2 separate regions of the Oryctolagus cuniculus genome follow, and region 1 is linked to region 2. Evidence: chromatin contacts called from public Hi-C data. All regions are on one chromosome and are shown on one strand. The core of a region is the stretch at or near the end of the contact, and the rest is flanking DNA. Distances in the headings are between cores, read along the strand shown. Region 1 overlaps SSC5D (scavenger receptor cysteine rich family member with 5 domains). Region 2 holds the start of ZNF784 (zinc finger protein 784).

Evidence for each region. A called contact is a pair of places that touch in the nucleus more often than the background predicts.
Region 1: a contact with region 2 is called in a Hi-C map of an unstated tissue, with 1.8 times the contacts expected there. The contact joins the enhancer-like site here to the promoter of ZNF784 in region 2. A contact is called at or near these places in 2 of 6 Hi-C or Micro-C datasets (ear pinna and an unstated tissue).

What each region holds. Positions count from the first base shown.
Region 1 is chr18:3,443,910-3,451,462 of mOryCun1.1, reverse strand. SSC5D (scavenger receptor cysteine rich family member with 5 domains) reads left to right here. Exons shown (of 14, transcript XM_070063625.1): 14 at 1,079-2,800. The coding sequence ends at 2,718. Among named protein-coding and RNA genes, the nearest start is that of SSC5D, 30 kb to the left of the region's middle. Within about 2 kb of position 1,357, at least 1 of the 8 cell types and tissues checked has an H3K27ac peak or open chromatin away from gene starts, as enhancers often do.
Region 2 is chr18:3,366,191-3,372,863 of mOryCun1.1, reverse strand. ZNF784 (zinc finger protein 784) reads right to left here and starts at 1,335. Exons shown (of 2, transcript XM_070063618.1): 1 at 1,188-1,335; 2 at 1-382. The coding sequence starts at 1,265. It overlaps ZNF865 (zinc finger protein 865), which reads left to right. Exons shown (of 5, transcript XM_070063615.1): 3 at 695-814; 4 at 1,707-1,878; 5 at 3,142-3,375. The coding sequence ends at 3,260.

The sequences.
Region 1 (7,553 bases), core at 108-2,607, 79 kb before region 2:
TCGGGCGTGCCCTGCGCTCATCCTGTCCTGTCCACGCACACGACCGTGCCCGGTCACAGGCCGGGGCGCCGAGGCACGGGTGTCACCAGAGTGCCGTCCGGAGCTTTGCACAGGCCTGCGCTCCCCAAGGGGGCGCCTCAGCCGTGCACGGCCGGGTCTGGGTGAGGGAGAAGCAGGCGGTGCAGGCACCTGCCGGGACTGGGGTTTGGCTCCGGCGTGAGGCCGACCCCTTGACTCACCCACCTCTCCAACCCTGCAGCCGGCAGCCAGGGAAGGGGTGTGCCTCAGAGACCCCACAGGCTCGAGTGGGGGTCTCCAGTGCTGAGCGGGCCCCCGTGCTTCAGCTAACACAGGTGACAGCTCCCCACGGATCCATGTTCGGGAAAGCCCAGCTCCCGGTCTGCACGTGCCACGTCTCGCCGGCTGGTAGCCGCACGTGGCCAGTGGCCGTCATGGAGACGGTGGTGTCCGGTCACTCGGTGCAGGCCACTGGGGTCCGGGCCTCTTGGCGTGATTGCCCTCGTCTGTGAAGGGGCGAGATCCACTTGGAGAAGCCAGGCCAGGAAGAGGGCGAGGGTCCTCTGGGCCCCGAGCTGCCGAAGGTGACATACAAATGCAGGCATGTCAGTTTTTTTAAAAATCAAAATTAATGCAAAAAAAAAAAAGTCCACAATGAACTAAATATCAGAATCGCAAGGAAACGGGAAAATCCTGCCCTCAGCTGCCCGCCCAATTCTGCCTTAGGTTGACGTTTTGGCTTTTGGTTCATCGCGGACCTCTCGCTTTGGTTTTGATTGCTGAAAGCCTGCATAGAAACTCGTATTTTGACGAGCAGGGTTGCACTCCTGCCCCCCCCCCCCCCCCCCCCGCACATTTCCCGCAGCAGCGGACGCCAGGTGGCGCTGCAGACGCGGCGGGGAGGAGGGGCGCTAGGGCCGGGCGAAGTCTGCCGGCGACCCCTGACGTCACGAGGCCCTGCGCCTTCCATTGGCAGGCCCGGGGGGCGGGGCCTGTCCGTGTGGGCGGGGCGAGCCGACCTCAGCGGGACCTCTGTCTGCTCCTCCTCCTCCTCCTCCAGGTTCCCTGAGGAAAGCGGGCCCCGAGCGCCGGCTGCTGCGGCCCACGCAGTCCCCAGCTCCCTCCGCCTCGCCGGGCACCCCTGGCGCCCCGCTGACCGCTGACTCAGGGCCACAGGTCATCCCGGACCCAGCTCCAACTGCCGAGGCGACCTCCGACCCTAACACCCTGCCGCCCACCACGGAGCCAGCCTCCTGGATGGGTCCCGACTGGGCCTTGACGACCCCTGCCCCCAGCGCAGCTCCACAGCCGGCCAGGGGGCTCTCGCCCACCCCGCCGGAAGAACTGACCGCTGGCCCCTCGGCAGCTTCGGAGGTGACCAGCCTTTCCCCTACCTCAGAGCTGACCCCAGAACCTGAGACCACTCCAGACTTGGACACAACTGCGTACCCTGGAACAGTCCCAGAGCTTTCCGGACCCACAGGCGCCGCCACACGCCCTCACCCCACAACCACCACAGCCACCACCCCTGGCCCCAGCACTAGCCCTCACCCTACCACTGCCACTCATCTCCCCAGCACCCCTCAACCCACAACCGCTATTCATCCCACAACCACCCCTCAACCGACAACAGCTGTTCAACCCACAACAGCTGTTCAACCCACAACCACTGTTCAACCCACAACAGCTGTTCAACCCACAACCACCCCTCAACCCACAACCACCCCTCAACCCACTACCATTGTTCAACCCACAACCACCCCTCAGCCCACAACCATTATTCAACACACAACCACTGTTCAACCAACCACCACCCCTCAACCCACAACCACTGTTCAACCAACAACCACTATTCAATACACAACCACTGTTCAACCAACCACCACCTCTCAACCCACAACCACTGTTCAACCCACAACCACTGTTCAACCTGCCACCACCCCTGCCCCCAACACAACTGCTCACCCCACCACCACCCTTCAACTCAGCAGGACCCTCCAATCCACCATGACTCCCGATCCTACCTCAGCCCCTGTCGTCACCACCAAGTCCCTTCCAGCCTCCTTGGGGACAGAACTTCCTTCTCTCACCCCGGCACCCACGGCGATGCCCAGCCCATATCCCCAGCAGACTGTCAAAGCACCTGCCCTTGATGCTCCCACCTCTCAGGTAGAGCCCTCTTCAGCCTCAGATTCCAGTCCAAGCATGGACCCAGTGTCCACTGAGGACTTCACAGCACCCCCTGCAGCCACCCAGAGCCCACGCTCCACCTCCGACTCCACCGTGACCCCATACCTCCACCTCTCCTCCACGGCCCTTCCCTCAGGCCAACTTCCCCCTGACCACCACACCCTCCAGCCAACTCCTGGTCAGAGCCCAGGTCCCCTTGGCCCATGTGTGGCCCCAGCACCACCCATGAGGGTCATGGCTTGTGAGCCGCCTGCCCTAGTGGAGCTGGTGGCTGCTGTGAGGGACGTGAGTGGCCAGCTGCAGAGGCTGACCCAGGTCCTGGAGCAGGACCGGCAGGAGCGCCAGACCCTGTGGCTGGGACTGACTCAGCTGGGAGAGGCCGCCCAAGGCCTGGGGCAGCTGAGTGAGGCTGTGAAGAGACTGGCAGAGGTGGCCTGGCCTCCTAGCACACCTGTGCCAACCACCACCACCCCAGAAGAGGAAGAGAGGCCTCTGAGGGGAGACGTGTGACCCTCTGCAGGGTTCGGGGGAGGGGATTTAAGATACTCTTAGCAACAACAACAAAAGCGAAAAAGTATCTGATTGAAAACAAGGCATGAGTGATGTTTCTTGGGGACAAGGGGAGCCCTGGTCAGAGAATCACAGACTGATCTTGATTTGTGAATGCTGCAAGTGCCATGTCGTCTAGAGGCCATGATCATGATGGTGGTGATGGTGATGAAGATGGTGACGGTGATGGTGGTGATTATAGTGGATGTTACTGGTGGTAGAGGTAGTGATGGTGGTGACGGTTGTGGCTATGGAGGGAGTGATGTTAAGGTGGTAGATACTGGTGGTGGTGACAGTTATGGTAGAGGTAGTGATAGTGATGGTTGTGAGGGTGGTGGTGGATGGTATTGGTGGTGATGATGTTTGTGGTTATGGTGGTGGATGATGGTGATGATGGCTGTAATTAGGGTGGTGGTGATGGTTGTGGATGGTGTTGGCAGTGATTATGGTTGATTATGGTTGTGGTGGATGGTATTGGTGATGGTTGTACATAGGGTGTTATGATGGTTGTGGTGGGTGGTGTTGGTGATGATGGTCGTGGTGGATGGTATTGGTGATGGTTGTAGGGTGTGATGATGGTTGTGGTGGGTGGTGTTGGTGATGGTTGTACATAGGGTGTGATGATGGTTGTGGTGGATGGTGTTGGTGATGGTTGTACGTAGGGTGGTAATAATGGTTGTACATAGGGTGTGATGATGGTTGTGGTGGTGGTGATGGTTGTGGTGAGGCTGGTGATCTGATGAGGGAAGGCGCCTGCTGTTGGTGAGCTTGGTGGCGGTCATGACGACGATCGAGCTCTCTGTTGTCACGCCTGTGTCCGCCTGTGGGTGAGGGGCTGATGCAGAGCACACAGTCAGTCGGTCTCTGTGGGGAATGAGTGCCTCCTCTCCATACTGACTAATGCTTACTGGGTGCTCACCGTGTCAGGCTCTGTTTTGAGGGCTTTGCGTGTGTGCTGTCACCCAGTCTCACACACACCCGCGGGGGAGGCTACGGTTACCACAGCTCAGCAGATGACCCGCGAGCCTTGGGGCTGGAGCGCTGAGCCGGTTACCTGACCTCCTGGTTGAGCCTCCCGGACTATAAAAGGAAGATAATAATAGTGCTTGCCTCGGGAGGTTGCGATCAATCCGTGCGTCTGGGAGCGCTGGGGACAGGCGTGGCTCTCAGTGCGTGGCTACTGTCGCCATCGCATCTGATGGACCGGCACAGAGAGGTGGGGGAGGTGTCCCAGGCCACGCGGGGAGCACCCAGGGCCCCCAGCACGTCTGCCTCGGTTCCAGGTCTGGCGTGGTGGTGCCCCGAGGTGGACCCTAGCATTTTTCCTTCCTCTTTTGACCCTCAGCTTTCTTGCCTGCAGACAGGGAGGCGCTAGCACCTGCCCCGTGGCGAATGGTGGTTGTGAGGTTAAATGAGTTGGTGGTGTCAGGAGGGGCCAGGCGTGCTCTGTGTGCTCCCCACTGTGCCCCACTGCACCTCCTGTCTGCTGCGCCCCTCGGCCCCCTGGTTCAGAGAGGGCCACACAGCAGAACCGGGACTCAGCCGCAGAGCTCTGATTCAAGCCCTGCTTCAGCCGCGGCCTTGGGCTCCCTCCGGGTTAGGGTTTCTGCAACTGCCGCTGCCCCTCCCTGAGTGACCTTGGGGAGGTGCCCCAGGTCGCCCTGCAGACTGAGGCCTGGCCTGAGGCAGGAATCCATCCCCTCCTCCTCCTCCCCCCTCCCCTCCTCCTCCTCTTTCTCTTCCTCCTCCCTCTCTTCCTCCTCCCCTTCCTCCTCTTCCTCCCCCCTCCTCCCCTCCTCCTCCCCTCCTCCTCCTCTCCTTCTCCTCCCCCTCCTCCTTCCTGTTCCCCTCCTCCCTCTCCACTGTTCAACCCACAACCACTTCTCCCCCTCCTCCTCTTCCTTCCCCTCCTCTTCCCCCTCCTCCTCCTCTCCTCTTCCCCCTCATCCCCTCCCCCTCCTCCTTTTCCCTTCCTCCCCCTCCTCCTCTTCCTCCCCTCTTCCTCCTCTCCTCCTCCTCCCCCTCCTCCCCCTCCTCCTTCCTGTCCCCCTCCTCCCTCTCCACTGTTCAACCCACAACCACTTCTCCCCCTCCTCCTTCTCCCCCTCTCCTCTTCCTTCTTTCCTCTCCCCCCTCCTCCTCCTCCCCTTCTCTCTCCTCCCCTCCCCCTCCTCCTTCCCCTCCCACTCCTGCTCCCCTTCCTTCTCCTCCCCCTCCTCTTCCTCCTCCTCCTCCTCTTCCCCCTCTTTCTCCTCCTCCTCCCCCTCCCCTCCTCCCCCTCCTCCTCCCCCTCCTCCTTCCTGTCCCCCTCCTCCCTCTCCTCTGTTCAACCCACAACCATTCCCCTCCCCCTCCTCCCCCTCCCGCTCTCCCCCCTCTCCTCCCCTCCCCCCTCCTTCCCCTCCCCTTCCCCTCCCCCTCCTCCTTCTCCCCCTTCTCCTCTCTTCTCTCCTCTCCCCTCCCCCTCCTCCTTCCCCTCCCACTCCTGCTCCCCTTCCTCCTCCTCCTCCTCTTCCCCCTCTTCCTCCTCCTCTCCTCCTCCTCCTCCCCCTCCTCCTTCCTGTCCCCCTCCTCCCTCTCCACTGTTCAACCTGCAACCACTCCCCTCCCCCTCCCGCCCTCCCCTCCTGCTCTCCCCTCCCTCTCCTCCCCTCCCCCTCCTCCTTCTCCTCCTCCTCCTTCTCCTCCTCCTCCTCCTCCTCCCCCCAGACAGCAGCCTGGCTCAGAGGTCACGGAAGGTGATGTAGTCTCCCAGGGCTGCAGAGGCCAGCAGGGTCCAGTTACTTGCAGGGCCAGGGTGGGGGAGGTGATAATGGCTGGGGGTCCTCGCCCATGGACGGCTGCTCCCGCCAACAGGTGAAGGAGCACGCGGAGAATTCTCCGTCCTGCAGCTCTGAAGCCCAGGACTTGAATAACTCTGACTGCACCCTGGGGAGGGCTCAGGGAGAGCTGCTGCCTGCGTCCTGGGCAGGCGGCGGGGGGGGGGCACAGGATGACACCCAGCTTGGAAAAAAGTCTCCTTTCTTCCTCTCCAGGAGTGGGTGAACCCTGACTCCAGGTCTCCCCCCCCCAACAAAGTCCCAGAGGGCCCAGCTCAGCGTTCAGGCTGTGGGCAGAGCCGGAGGGAGGGGGTGCTGGGCGCTCTGGCCCAAGCTCCCTCCAGCCCCGTCACCCTCTGCCAGCCTGAAGGAGCGGTGCCTAATTACCCAGTCACCCTATCCTCGCTTGGCCTGGCTGCTAAGCCCAAACATCTGGCCCCAGGGCCCGAGGCCAGGGTGGGTGGCCAGCACCCCCCCGCCCCCTGCCACCAGCCCTGACCCTGGCACCTCCCATGGGACAGCTGAGCTCTGCCCGCCAGCTTGCACCAAGCCCAGAACGGTAGCTGCAGAGGCCTAGCGAGCTCAGCTGACACGGGAGAAGCCTGGCAGGTTCCGTGCCCGCTGATGGCTCACACACACAGGCAGGCACAGAGAGTCTAGGGGACACGTACACAGGAGCATGTACAGAGGTCTAGGAGACACACGCACACACAGAGGGTCTAGGAGACACATGTGCACACACAGGCACAGAGGGTCTAGGAGACACACGCACACACATGCACACACAAGGGTCTAGGAGACACATGTGCACACACAGGCACAGAGGGTCTAGGAGACACACGCACACACATGCACACACAAGGGTCTAGGAGACACATGTGCACACACAGGCACAGAGGGTCTAGGAGACACATGTACACACAGGCGTGCACAGAGGGTCTAGGAGACACACACACATGCACACACAGAGGGTCTAGGAGAGACATGTGCACACACAGGCACAGAGGGTCTAGGAGAGACATGTACACACAGGCGTGCGCAGAGGGTCTAGGAGACACACGCACACACAAGGGTCTAGGAGACACACGCACACACAAGGGTCTAGGAGACACACGCACACACAAGGGTCTAGGAGACACGTGCACACACAGGCACAGAGGGTCTAGGAGAGACACGCACACACATGCACACACAGAGGGTCTAGGAGACACATGTGCACACAGGCGTGCGCAGAGGGTCTAGGAGACACACGCACACACATACACACACAGAGGGTCTAGGAGACACGTGCACACAGAGGGTCTAGGAGACACATGTGCACACACACATGCACACACAGAGGGTCTAGGAGACACGCACACACAGAGGGTCTAGGAGACACATGTGCACACAGGCGTGCACAGAGGGTCTAGGAGACACACACAGAGGGTCTAGGAGACACACACACACAGAGGGTCTAGGAGACACACGCACACACAGAGGGTCTAGGAGACACATGTGCACACAGGCACAGAGGGTCTAGGAGACACACGCACACACATGCACACACAGAGGGTCTAGGAGACACCTGCACACACATGCACACACAGAGGGTCTAGGAGACACATGTGCACACAGGCGTGCACAGAAGGTCTAGGAGAGACACATGTACACACAGGCGTGCACAGAGAGTCTAGGAGACACACATGTACACACATGCACACACAGAGGGTCTAGGGGACACGCACACACATGCACACACAGAGACTGTAGGAGAGACACAAACACATGCACACACAGAGGGTCTAGGAGACACATGTGCACACATGCACACACAGAGGGTCTAAGACACACACATGTACACACAGAGGGTCTAGGAGACACACACATGCACACACAGAGGGTCTAGGAGACACACGCACACACATGCACACACAGAGGGTCTAGGAGACACACACATGCACACACAGAGGGTCTAGGAGACACACACATGCACAC
Region 2 (6,673 bases), core at 86-2,585:
GCGGGGCTCCGGGCTCCACGCCGTGCCGGCGCTGGTGGCGCAGCAGCGGCGCCAGGGCCTTGAAGGCCCGCGGGCACCGGGCGCAGCGGTAGGGCCGCTCGCCCGTGTGCAGGCTGTAGTGGGCGCGCAGGCTGGCGGGGCCCGGGCAGCGGTGGCCGCACACGTGGCACCGGCCGGGGTCTCCGTCCGCCCGGGCCAGGTGGCCGTGCTCGTGGAACAGCAGGTCCGACACCAGCCGGAAGGCGGCGGGGCACAATGCGCAGCGCAGGGAGCCTGGCTCCGGGGGCTCGGGGACCAGCGTGGTGTCCGTCACCTTCACCACCTGGATCTCGATGAGGTCACTCGGGGGCGTGGGCGGGCGGCCAGCGTCGGGCAGCAGGACCTGGGGGGGGGGGGTAAGAGGAGGAGGAGGGGAAGCTGTGGCGCTGCACAAGACCTCTGCGGTCTGCACACCCCCCGACCCGCACAGCCCCCGCTGCCCGACGGGGACTCTGGGTCCGGCCCCTAAAGGGACCTGCGCCTGCCCGGAGCAGCCTGAGCGGCCTGCCGACCACACCGAGTGTCCGCTGGAGACCCTCCGAGGGCTCCGAGGGCACCCGGACCCGCTCATCTCGCCGACCCCGAGGACGGCTCCCCTCGGAGTGCAGCCCCCCCCCCCCCGTCCTGGCTCACTCTGATTTCCTGTCCTTTATAGAAGGAGTCGCCAGCAACCTCCGAGCGCTGTCCCTCTGCCCGCAGGACACCCCCGGCTCCGGGAGAACAGAGGCCCAGCGCGGCTCGGACACCGGCCTCCCGGAGCCCGGGGCCGCGCTCCGTAAGTGCGCGCGCGCGGAAAGAACGGACGTCCCCGCCCCCCAGGACTTCCCTAGGGCAGGGTCCCTCCCCGCATCCCCGGGACCCGACCCCAACCCTCCCGGGATCACCCAGGGTCACCCTCCCCAACACTGCCACCCGGCTCCACTAGCCCCGCCCGGGATTCCCGAGCCCGCCCCTCCGCGACTCCGCCCCTGATCATGCAAATCAAACCCCGCCCCCAGTCACCGCTGGCCTCGGGCCCCGCCCCCTCAGCTCCCCCAGGACGGAGCCCTGAATACCTGCCCGCTACGCCCAAGCTTCCCAAGTCCCGCCCCCCCGCCCCCATCCCCTGCACCTCGAGACCCTCACCCAGGCCCCCTTTTCACCCGCACCAGGTCCGGAGGCTCCGGGGACCGCGACTCCGGGGTCGCTGAGCTCGGGCTCGGGGGCTCCGGGCGCGCGGCGGCCATCTTGTGCCCGAGTCCCGCCCCCGAGGCCAATGAGTGCTGCGGAGGGGGGCGGGGCTCGGGCCGGCGACGGGCTACTGCGCAGGCGCCCTGCGGGGTGGCGGGGGCGTGGCTGTGGCTGGCGGGGCGGGGCTGTGGCTGGAGGGGCGTGGCGGGGCGCTCCCCGAGCCGCGGCCGGGAGGTTTGGCGCGGTTTTCGCGTTACCGCTGGTGCGGCGGCGGGGAGCAAACCGAACGCCCGCCGCCGTGAGCCGGCGCGAGCAGCCCCCCGGCCCCGGGATTGAACCTCCGCGGTGTGGCAGAGAAAACCTTTTCGGGGTTGGCGCGGCTCGTGGTGACGTCATGGCGCCGAGTTCGCGAATGTGAGGTATTTTTTAAAGTTCGCGATGACGTCATGGCTCCGAGTTCGCGAATGCGAGGTTTTTTTTTTTTTTTTCCCCCAAAGCCCGTGGAAAGAAACCCCGAAAACAGCGCGGACCTGAGAGGAAGCAGAGCCCACAGGTGGGCGTGGCGTCTGGCGGGAGCAGCCCGGGGCCGCGCGTGTCCGGCAGCACCGAGGACCGGGCCCCGGGCGGGTCCGCAGCGACGTCCGGATCTCGCCTCCGCGTGGACTCAGGGTGGGGCCGCGCCTCTCCCTTAGCGCGTCCCGTGGGAGCGGGGAGTCCGCGTGGGAGCGGGGTGGGGCCGCCTCTCCCTTAGCGCCTCCCGTGGGAGCGGGGAGTCCGCGTGGGAGCGGGGTCATGCCGGCTGCAGGCGGGCTAGACCACGGCCGGTGTCGGGGGCCCAGTGCATGCTGGGTGGCACTGGTATTCAAGCCCCGTTTGGGTGTCCACGCAGGCAAAGCAGCCACAGTGCCGACGCCTTGCCCCTAAAGCAGGTTTTTAGAAGATTTATTTATTTACTTGAAAGGCAGAGAGAGCTACCGGGAGGCAGAGAGAGAGAGAGAGAGAGAGAGAGAGAGAGAGGTCTTCCATCTGCTGGTTCACTCCCCCACTGGCGGCAACGGCCAGAGCTGCACCGATCCGAAGCCAGGAGCCAGGAGCTTCCTCCTGGTCTCCCACGCAGGTGCAGGGGTCCCAGGACTTGGGCCATCTTCTACTGCTTTCCCAGGCCACAGCAGAGAGCTGGATGGGAAGTGGAGCAGCCTGGACTCGAACCGGCGCCCATATGGGAAGCCGGCGCCGCAGGAGGCGGCTTTACCCGGTGAGCCACAGCGCCGCCCGGCCCCTAAGGCATTTAGGCCCACGTTGGTTCTGTCCTCACGCTGCAGCCTGCTCACTCAGATACACAGAGCTCTCACTCAGATGTCTTCTATGATGGACCAGTTCTGCACACAAAGGCTGGCAGTGACACAGTGACTCCTGCGCCCCCTCCCCAGCCCCTCCCCATGCATTACAGACACAGCTGAGCCCTGTGTCCTTCCATACCCGCCCAAGGCATGCATGGCTCTGTCCGGCGCTCCCAGCACGTCTCTAACTTTGCTGCATCAGTGACCTGATATGCTGTCCTGAGCCGGTGCTGTGGCGCAGCGGGTGAAGCCTATGGGCGCCAGTCGGAGTCCCGGCGCTCCACCTCCAACCCAGCTCCCTGCTAATGCGCCTGGCAAAGCAGCCGAAGGAAGCGTTTAAGTCCTTGGGCCCCTGCACCGTCTTGGGAGGTCTGGGTGAAGCTCCAGGCTCAGCCATTGCTGTCGTTTGGGGCGTGAACCAGTCTGTCTCTCCCTCTCTCCCTGTACCTCTGCCTTTCAAAGAAATAGATGTCTTTTAAAAAAGAAATAGTAGGGGCCAGCGCTGTGGTGCAGTGGGTTAAGCAGCTGCCTGCAGTGCTGGCTTTTCACACGGGCGCCGGTTCAAGTCCCGGCTGCTCTGCTTCCGCTCCAGCTCCCTGCAAAGCGCCTGGGAAAGCAGCAGAGGATGGCCCAAGTCCTCGGACCCCTGCACCCGCGTGGGAGACCCAGAAGAAGCTCCTGGCTCCTGACTTTGGCCTGGTCCAGCCCTGACTATTACGGCCATTTGGGGAGTGAACCAGCAGACGGACTATCTCTCTCTGTGTCTCTCCCTCTCTGTAACTCTGAATTTCAGATGAATAAATAAATGTTTTTTAAGAATAAAAAATTGTACCTTCAACTGTAGCCATCCGCAGAACTTGTCCTCACTGTCCTCGCTGACACAGGTTTGGTGGTTGTCTGCATGGGCACCCGCAGTCCTCACTCGCTGCGCGGTGTGGCAGCCTCCACCCGGCTACGTGACAAGCGCTTGTCCTCACGCTCACACACCTTAGGTCGGATCCAATTTCTTGTCACGACTACAAGCGCTGCACCACAGATGTGCGGGCCCGGGTCTCCTTGAAAGGGAGCAGTACTCTGTAGGTTGTGTTCCTGGGGCTTGAATGGCTGGGTCAAAGAAGAGGAATACCTTCGGCCTCGATACGGCCACTGAGCCGGGCAGCTGACCTCTGCAAAGCTGTCCCTGAGTGTCACGAGCGCGGGCGTTTGTGCCTTTGCGGGCCCTCTCGGCCACAAAATACATCGCAGATTATATTCCAGACAGAGCCCAGGCTGCCTCTGTTCTTGTGATTTAACCGAAGCCGAACGTTTTCATGGTCCCTAAGAGCCTTGTGTACACCTGCTGACTGATGGGTAAGTGAGCTCTCGCTGCCAGCTTCCTGTTGGGGAGTGCGTGGTGCCTACCTCGCGCGGTTGCCAAGGAGTCATGGTGAGGCTGGATCCTGGCGGTCACGGCCAGGCTCCTGCAGGACCCGAGGCTCATGTCTGCCACAGGGAGGCCTCCAGAAAACGGCAGGAGGAATCCTAGACCGGATCCAGAAGAAGCAGGGTCTGGCCTGGCTCACGGTGGCCCCTGCTTGCCGCGAGCTGTGAAGCCCTGACCACATCACTCCTCCCTGAGCCTGGATCCCCGTCTTTGAGAATGAGTCGGCTGGAGGCGGCGTTGAGCCCAGCGTCTAAAGTGCCCCATGTGCGTCAGAGCGCCTGGGTTCAGCTCCTGGCTCTGGGTCTGGGTTCCAGCTTCCTGCTTATGGAGACCCAGGGAGGCAGTGATGATGGCTCAGTACCTGTACCCATGCAGGAGAAGACTGAGTTCCTGGCCCAGCCCCAGCTGTCGTAGGCATCTGAGCGACCCGACGGATGGATGCTCGTTCTCTCTGTCTCTCAAATAAAACAATAATGATGACGATGACACAACAGAGCTTGGCGCTGCGCTGCAGTGGGTTAAGCTGCAGCCTGCCACACTAGCCGTCTGGATTTGAGCAGATTCAAGACCTGGCTCCCTGCTAATGTGTCTGGGAAGGTAGTGGAAGGTGGCCCAAGTACCTGGGCCCCTGTCTCCCACGTGCAAGGTCAGGTTTCCTGGCTCCTGACTTTTTGGCCTGGCTGATGGCTATTGTGGCCATCTGGGGGGTGAGTCAGTGGATGCAAGCTCTCTCTCTCTCTCTCACACACACACATACACACTGCCTTCCAAATAAATAACTATCTTTAAAAACAACAGTTTTGTAGCCGGTGCTGTGGCGCTAGTGAATTCCTGCATTGGAGCGTTGGATGGGGGGTGCCTGAGTGAATGGACACAGAGCTGGCAACAATTCTGAGGTCCTAGGCCCGCAGGCATCCTCAGATCTGCCTGTTGGGACTGCAGTCAATCACACTGACAATTTTAACTGACTGAGAACTCAAGTGTCAGGCAGGGACCAGCCCTTGGAAGTTGAAAATGAAACTTCTGGCCGGCGCCGCGGCTCACTAGGCTAATCCTCCGCCTAGTGGCGCCGGCACCCCGGGTTCTAGTTCCGGTTGGGGCGCCGGATTCTGTCCTGGTTGCCCCTCTTCCAGGCCAGCTCTCTGCTGTGGCCAGGGAGTGCAGTGGAGGATGGCCCAGGTGCTTGGGCCCTGCACCCCATGGGAGACCAGGAGAAGAACCTGGCTCCTGCCATTGGATCAGCGCGTTGTGCCGGCCGCGGCGGCCATTGGAGGGTGAACCAACGGCAAAAGGAAGACCTTTCTCTGTCTCTCTCTCTCTCACTGTCCACTCTGCCTGTCAAAAAAAAAAAAAAAAAAAAAAAGTGAAACTCCTGCAGTTAAGAAGGAGTGCAGAGCTGATTATACGCATCAACACGGATTCGATGTGAGGACTGAAATCGTGGCCAGTCACAGCGCGGGAAGGATGCTCACCACGTGAAAATCTCATTCTTCAAGAAACACTGCATATTTTTATTAATTTACTACCTGGCATGGCTCGGTGCATAGAATACCCTCTATTCTGCGTTTTCTGATTTGCTCTTCCTACCCTGATTTTGTTCTGCATACGCCGAGGTCACTGTACATCCTTAACTACATCTCTGACCATCAACGACGTAAAAATAACCGACAGTTCAGACACGCAAAACCAGGAAGCCTCCTTTCACCCCTAATTGTCATTCCCCTGCCACTCGCACCGATTCTGTCGGCACTAAAGCGGGAATGTGGGTTACCCAGACCAAGAGCCTTCAAAGCCCCACACCAATCTCCCTGGAGAAGGACTGCGAGAGGTGCCGCAGGCCCTCTGGACGCAGGTGAAGCTGTAATTAAGCTTAGTCCTGGCCAGCGCCGCGGCTCACTAGGCTAATCCTCCGCCTGTGGCGCCGGCACACCGGGTTCTAGTCCCGGTCGGGGCACCGGATTCTGTCCCGGTTGCCCCTCTTCCAGGCCAGCTCTCTGCTGTGGCCAGGGAGTGCAGTGGAGGATGGCCCAAGTGCTTGGGCCCTGCACCCCATGGGAGACCAGGAAAAGCACCTGGCTCCTGCCTTCGGATCAGCGCAGTGCACCGGCCGTGACGGCCACTGGAGGGTGAACCAACGGCAAAGGAAGACCTTTCTCTCTCTGTCTCTCTCTCTCACTGTCCACTCTGCTTGTCAAAAAAAAAAAAAAATTTTTTTTTTAAATTAAGCTTAGTCCTCCCAAACTGGTGCGATTCCAGCTCACAAAAACTTAGTGAACAGCCAACACTGTGGGGAATAGGAAGATACGTCAACGTTCCCCTTACGGTTTAGCAAAAAGCTTAGTACAGTTTTATTTCAGGCTCACAACGTTGTAGGTTTAGCATTGTCACCCAGTTTGGGGAAAATTAATCCTTTCTTTCAGGCAGAGGGAGAGAGGGGTCCTCCATCTGCTGGTTCATCGCCCAAACGGCCACAGCGGCCAGGGTGGGCCAGGCTGAGCTCCATCCGGGTCTCCCACGTGGGTGCAGGGGCCCGTACTCGGGTCATCTGCTGCTTTCCCAGGGGCATTAGCAGGGAGCTGGGTCAGAAGTGGAGCAGCCGGGACTCGAACCTCCCAGGCTACGGCTTGATGCAACCACACCGCCAACCGTCAGGTACGAATTTAAGCTTACAGGGCACTGGAAATGTGTGTGAGGCAGTGGC